2 separate regions of the Macaca mulatta genome follow, and region 2 is linked to region 1. Evidence: chromatin contacts called from public Hi-C data. All regions are on one chromosome and are shown on one strand. Each heading gives the region's core, a stretch centred on a gene start, on an enhancer-like site or on the middle of the called end of the contact. The rest is flanking DNA. Distances are from core to core; before and after follow the strand shown. Region 1 holds the start of GCFC2 (GC-rich sequence DNA-binding factor 2). Region 2 holds the start of MRPL19 (mitochondrial ribosomal protein L19).

Region 1 (3,579 bases), core at 395-2,894:
GGCTGCTGGGATTAGGCAAGACTGACCTAGTTAACCTAATTTAGGTTTTCAATCTTGTCTACCTATTGTGAAAGGAAAATCTGGGGGTCCCCAAATTACTAAAGGAAAAAGTAAAACTGGGAACTGCTCAGGGCAAAACCTGCCACTCAATCTATTCAAAGTCATCCCTCTGCTCACTGAGATAGATGCATATTCTGATTGTCTTCTTTGAAAAGGCTTATCAGAAATTCAAAATAATGCAATTATTTGTCTCTCACCTTCCTGTGACCTGGAAGCCCCCTCCCTGCTTAAGTTGTCCCCACCTTTCTGGACGGAACCAACGTACATCTTACATATATTGATTGATGTCTCATGTCTCCCTAAAATGTATAAACCGAAGCTGTGCCCCAACTACCTTGGTCACATGTCATCAGGACTTCCTGAGGCTGTGTCACGGGCGTGTGTCATTAACCTTGGCAAAATAAACTTTCTAAATTAGTTGAGAACTGTCTCAAAATTTTGGAATTCACACTGTTAAGTTAGGTTAACGTTCCTCCACGAGGACTCAGATATAGAAGTACAGAGTCCTTCTAACACATATTTAGTTCTGTTTTCTGTACCTCACTTTTGTTTTTCCATCCATAAATCTTCCACTAGGTGGCTGGCTACGCTTAAAGCCTCCCTGAACCTAGTCTAGTTTAGGGGGCGTGTGATTTGCTTAATTAAACTCTGTTTAATTTGTTTACGGTTTTCATTTAACAAAGCTGAGAGTCTGGAGATTTAATCCCTTAAAATATCCACTTCTGTGAAGCCCTTAGAAAGCTTTGTTCTCTAAAGCAGAGGCAGAAACGTCGTTGAGCACGGAACCAACTGCAGCAAGATGAATTAAATGAACTGGATGAATTGCTCTAGATGTAGACAGTCAGAGGCACCCAAATAACAATAGGTTTTACCAAAACGATCAATCACTCAAAATTTATGGTGCAGGCTTCCTTTCTGTAGACAGAGCTTAATGAATATAGTACAAATTTGCCTCAGACAATAGCCTTTTTTTGTTTTTAGATACTTTCCTTAAGGGTGAAAGCATTTAACCAGGACTAACCAGGACTTCTCGTGAAGTTCTGTTGCCTGAGAGTAGTCGTTTGATTTTTGCTAGTCTGTATGCATTGTTTATGTACAGACTTTACTGTTTTTCTCTCAGAGGCATCTCCTTCTACCCCGAGCCTCACACTACTGGGGTTTCGTTTGTTTTACATCTTGGTTGGAGGGGGCTCTTTCTCCGGAAAATAAAAGACAACGGATCTGGCTCCAGTCCAGGACGGAGAGCATAAAGCCTAATTCACAAGGAGAGCACGTGAGTTCTGCTCTCCGTGGGACTCAGCCCAGAGAGGCCGTGGAAATCTCTAGATGTCAGTCCACGCAACCTAAACTGGCAAAAGGAACGCTTTGCCTCTACAGACCCAGACCCCAGAACAGAATTCGGCCAACCACAGCCAAGAAGGCAAATCACGCAGGCGCAGACAGAGAAGCGGGTAGTAGAAGGCTGGCGGACGGGCGCGCGCACTCGGCAACCAGGAGAGGCGGGAGCGCGCGCTGGGGGCGGGCACTGAAGCTCTGGCTTGGGGTTCACCGGGTCATAGGGCTCCGGGCCCTTCGGTCTCGGCCATGGCTCACAGGCCGAAAAGGACTTTTCGGCAGCGCGCTGCCAATTCCAGCGACAGCGATGGCGCCGAGGAGTCGCCTGCTGAGCCTGGGGTGCCGAGAGAAGTTGCGGCCCCAGGTTCTGCGGAGGAAGGGCCGCCCTCTGGAGGAGGCCGCGCGCGGGTGGCAGGACGGCCTCACCGGGTTCGGGGCCCTCGTGGCCGGGGCCGGGTCTGGGCGAGCTCCCGGCGCGCCAAGGAAGCGGCTCCCCGCGCGGACGAACCCCCGCGTCAGGGTGACGCGGGGAAGAAAGGAGGTGACGGCACAGGGCGGGAAGGGGCCGCGGCGTCTCTGGATCTTTCTCCGGGGGTTCTGTAACTTGCTGCCGATCATCAGCCGTGCTAAGTCCAAGTCCTGAAGGTAGTGAGCGAGAAAACAGCTCGAGCACTCGCCCGCTGCCTGCATCTACCTTTTGGACTCCTTGGGGGAGATAAAACAATCCTGTACAGTTGGGAGGCTCTTCGTTTTCACCATCAGATGACTCCACCAGTTATAACTAACACAAGGTTTATGAAGAACCTAAATTGTCACAACAGAATTCAATAATTTCAAATACTATTAAGTAGGCAGAAGTTATATGTACCTTTTAGACACTTGCCCAACTTATCTTTCTTGAAAACATTTAGCCAGAATAATACAAGAATCTAGGTTTTGGAACATTCCCCTTTGCTTGTTTTCTTTTTTCACCAGTTATTTGCAACAACTATTAAAAATAATATATACAACACAAAGAAGCATGATAGAGATTCATGTCACTGTAGATTGTACCAGTAATGGTGTTAAATATAGTGTCATTTTGAAGTACCTTTGAGTTCTTAAATACAGATGTAAGGCAGCATAAAGTTGTTTACATAAAATGTGCTGCTCTGAGTTTGAATTGTAGCTTAATGAGGAATACGGTTTTTGGTTAGTCTTGAGATCCAAAATCTTCCTACTATTTTTTATTCTCATTAAAGTGATTTTTATTAATTTATTGAGAAGTAAAAATTGTATATACTTATGGCATACAACATGATGTTTGAAATGTGTCTACAGTGACTAAATGGAGCTAATTAACATTTGCATTGCCTTAGGTACTTACTTTTTTTGTGATGAGAACACTTAATATCTACTCTCAGTAATTTTCAAGTATGCAATGCGTTGTTGTTAACTTTAGTCACCGTGTTGTAAAATAGAATTCGTCTTGTCTAATTAAAATGTTGTGCCCTTTGACCAGTATCTCCCCAACCACTCTCAATCCCAGTCCCTGCTAACCACTGCTGGACTCTCTGCTTCTGTGACTTCTGATTTCCACTTTTTTAGATTACATATGCGAGGTCATGTGGTGTTTGTCTCTCTCTGCCTGTCTTATTTCAGGTAACATAATGTCCTCCAGGTTTGTGATCTTCGTGATTTCTTGGTCTTTCTTGTGACCTTCTATTTGTCTAAAGTTTTCATGACCTTTTATATTTGTTTTCTGGTGAAACTTTGTAGATGAACGTTGAAGTAAGGAGTTGCTTTTTCTCTTGCCTTCTAGAATAGTGTTTCTCAAACTTTTTGGGATTTGGACCTCCTTTAGACTGTTAGAAATGATTAAGGATTCCAAAGAGCTTTTGCTTCAGTAGGTTATACCTATCAGTATTTACCATACTAAAAATAAAATTTATTAATTCACTTAAAAAATCTATTACATGTAAGGATAAGTAAGATTTTTGTGAAAAATATTGCACAAAAAAAGAAAGAGTAGCATTGTTTTCAATTTGCAGATCTCTTTAATGTCTGGCAAAATATTAATAGAAGACAGCTGAATTCTCATAGCTGTTTCTGCTTTTAATCTGTTGTGCTCTTTTGGTTTGGTTGAAGTATTTGAAGAAAATATAGCCTCTGACAGATACATGGTTAAGACGAGTACTTAATAAC
Region 2 (3,579 bases), core at 365-2,864, 72 kb after region 1:
ATTCACCTACTGTTGGTTATCTATTCTGCCTCTAAATTTTTGTTATAAAAAATACTTACATTCATTCTTGTACTTGTCTCCTTGTACATACATGTAAGAGTTTAGGTTGTGTGCTGAGTGAGAAGGTATACACAACTTAAACTTACTAAATTCTGTCAAATCGTTCTCCAGAACATATCATTTACATTCCTGTTTAAGTGAATTCTATTAAATGCCACCCTTTAAGAGATATTCCATTAATACCTTCAAAAAAAAAGTTTTATAAGGACATATTTTCTGAATTTCTAGGTTATCTAACTCCAAGTTTACTTCTATTTAAATCCGTGGAATATTTTAAATGTTAAAAATAAAATAAAATAAAATAAAAAGGGCAGGCGTGGTGCCTGTAGTTCCAGCTACTCAGGAGGCTGAGGCGGGAGGATCACTTGAACCCAGGAGTTTTGAGGCTGCAGTGAGTTAAGATCACCACTGCACTCCAGGCTGGGTGACTGAACCACACTCTATCTCAAAAATTTAGGAAACAAAAAAAAAATCCCAGAGGTAAACCAATCAACAACCTACAGTCCTTTCAAGAAGCCTATAATCATAGCAGGTTTTTCCTCTGAAAACTGTTTTTTTAAAAAGGTTGTTACAAAGCTCTCTTTTCAGATCTTAAGTACTTTAAATTTACATGCACCTCCAAGATTACCACCATTCATTTTAGTTTTTATTCACACTGTTTTGATAAGTTTCAGACACACTTTAGAGGCAATTTTTACTGTGCCTTGTCTGCCAAAACTTCCAACCTAACCCACAACAAATTTTTTAAGTTGGCCAATCTATTCCTATCCAGGGTTGGGGTCTTTTGAGAGAAAAGAACGGCTCTTGGACGTAAACAGGTATAAACAGGATGTACCTCAGAGAAAAACTCTGGTATAGGACATATACCACAGAAGAGCTTAAAATATGGGGAATCCTTACTTGAAGTTCTGACTCAATAAAACTGCAAAGAAGTTCAATGCTGGCTTGGGGAGAAGCGAGGAAGACAGAACACTGTGGTGCACGGGTTCATGAATCCTACACACCAGTTCGTGCAGGTGAAGGTGCAGCCCCCACCTTAGAGCCAGTACCTCCAACGCGAACGCGCTCAAGCGCGCACCGACCCCAGTTGCCGGCCTGGCGCCAGGGCAGTGCCTCACCTGCGTTCCTGTTCCGCCGGGCGGCGCTTGTCCATGATGACCGGCTTCGGCGGCGGCTGGAACGCGCCGGGCTCGGAAGGCCCAGTGCTGTGCTGCCGGACAGGCCCCGCGTGGACCCCTGCGGGAGCGGACGACGAAGGTCAGGACTCTAGTGCCAGCCCTGAGATCCCGCAGAGCCCCGCAATCTCCCCCAACCCGGTGTCCCACGGAGGACCAACTCTGGGGTTGCCTCTCATCTCCAGGCTCGCCTCCCCCATCCTGACCCTGGGCCCCTAACGCGCCCCAGCTCGCAAGTCCCGCTCCTCTTACTGCAGGCGAAAGAGGCCGGCGCGGGGAACAAAGTCCTGGCGGCTTGGAAACTCCGACCTAGGCCCATTGCAGCCCCGTGCCCCGCTGCAATGCAGGACGCCATGCCAGCTAGCTTACGTCAAGACTACAACTCCCAGTAATCAGCGCGACGAGGTTGTAGCTGCGTGCCACTAGATGGCGGCTGCTGTGGGACAAAATAGATAAGTCTCTCCCCCTGCTCCTTTCCTGATGTCTTGGGAAAAGAGCAAATTTCTCTAGTTCCCCATAAGGAGCTAAGTTACACCCCTCCACAGGGGTGTTCTCCCGGCCTAGAAAGCTCTTTCCTACCTCTCTGGATCAACTCTATCTTCTCAGGCAAGCTCTCGCTATGTGAAAATCCCGTTGTAGGCCTTCATTCCCACTAGATGCCTTTGTTGGCAGCTCTGATCTCATTTGCAATTCTTTCTTTCTTGTGTAATTATTAGATTAGTATTTAAATCTGCTATTATACTATAATGAGGCAAGGGAAGGGAGAAAGTCTTCTTTTTTCTCACTGTTTTATCCCAGCACCTAGAACCTACCTGGGCCCTCACTCTTTGTTTTTATTTTGTTTTGTTTTGTTTTTCTGAGACAAGGTCTTTTTCTGTTGCCCAGGCTGGATGGAGTGCAGTGGCGGGATTATGGCTCTGCAGCCTCCAACTCCTGAGCTCAGGCTGTCCTCTCACCTTAGCCTCCAGAGTAGCTGCGACTACAGTCTTGCACCATCACGCCCAGCTGATTTTATGAATTCTTTGTTGAATGCACAGAAAGGAGAATAGAACAGTTCCTGACAGAACTGCTGGCCCGTAATCCTTGAGACTACAGAAAGCCTAAACCCTTTGAGGAACCCAAATGAATTTGGGCTGGGCAACAGTGGGTATGGATAGGTGGGAGAAGCAAAGCTGAAAAGTCTTGTTAAGAAATTTGGAAAATGACTGGGCGTGGCCAGGTATGCCTGTAATCCCAGCACTTTGGGAAACCGAGGCAGGAGGATCCCTTGAGTCCATGAGTTGGAAACCAGCCTGGGCAACATAGTGAGAACTTACCTCTGCAAAACAAACATAGCCAGGCACGGTGGCTCACGCCTTTAACCCCAGCATTTTGGGAGGCCAAGGTGGGCAGATCGCCTGAGGTCAGGAGTTTGAGACTAGCCTGGCCAACATGGTGAAACCCCGTTTCTACTAAAAATAAAAAAAAATGTATCCTAGTTTGGTGGCAGGCTCCTGTAATCCCAGCTACTTGGGAGACTAAGGCAGGAGAATCTCTTGAACCCAGGAGGCAGCGGTTGCAGTGAGCTGAGATTGTGCCTTTGTAGTCCAGCCTGGGCAACAAGAGTGAAACTCCATCTCAAAAAAAAAAAGAAAAAAAAAAAAAGGAAAGAAAAAGAGAAACAAACACACAAAAAAAGAAATTTGGAATTTGTTAGCAATGGTGACACAGTATAAGGATTGAACACTTAGAGTAATGTGATTATTTAACTACATATTAGTCATTTCAGTTGTATTAATGTCCCAAATTTACCTCAAATTCAGCATATCCATACTGAGTTCATCTTGTTCACCTCCAGACTTCCTTCCCAGTATTGGCTATCTCAGGGAATGACTTCAGCATCCACTCTCTTGCCTAAGCCAAAAATTTCAGTGCCAACCTTGATTCTTCCCTATCTCCCCTTGGATGAAGTTCCAAAAAGTATGCCTGGCACCATCAAATATTTCAGGAATCCATGTACCTTCTCATCTTTGCATCCATATTACCAGTCTAGGTCACCATTTTTTCCCCTCAGGATCCCTGGAGATCCCTGCAACAGCCTTCTCATTAGTCTTCCTTCCTGTAGTTACCTCCAGTCCTTGACACAGCAACCAAAAAAGATGGCACAGAAATGAATACCCTGTTCTTGGGTTTCCCCAGTTTAAAGCCTTACTGTTTACTTTTGACAGAAATCAAATGCTCAAAAAAGCAATCAACCTCTGCAGCTTGGCCCCCATACTCCAGCTTGGCATCCTGAAAAACATGAGCTGTTACATCAGCCTGAGGAACAGGGCCATGTTTTGAGCACAGAACTCAGGGTGCTGTG

The links. Hi-C and Micro-C count contacts between places; a contact is called where the count stands out from the background.
Region 2: a Hi-C map of cortical neurons shows a contact between it and region 1, with 3 times the contacts expected there. The contact joins the promoter of MRPL19 here to the promoter of GCFC2 in region 1. A contact is called at or near these places in 2 of 14 Hi-C or Micro-C datasets (CD4 T cells and cortical neurons).

What each region holds. Positions count from the first base shown.
Region 1 is chr13:49,004,388-49,007,966 of T2T-MMU8v2.0, forward strand. GCFC2 (GC-rich sequence DNA-binding factor 2) reads left to right here and starts at 1,645. Exons shown (of 17, transcript NM_001194347.3): 1 at 1,645-1,909. The coding sequence starts at 1,645.
Region 2 is chr13:49,076,726-49,080,304 of T2T-MMU8v2.0, forward strand. It overlaps MRPL19 (mitochondrial ribosomal protein L19), which reads right to left and starts at 1,615. Exons shown (of 6, transcript XM_001112069.5): 1 at 1,488-1,615; 2 at 1,179-1,296. The coding sequence starts at 1,590. It overlaps LOC144333998 (a long non-coding RNA gene), which reads left to right and starts at 1,189. Exons shown (of 3, transcript XR_013403154.1): 1 at 1,189-1,317.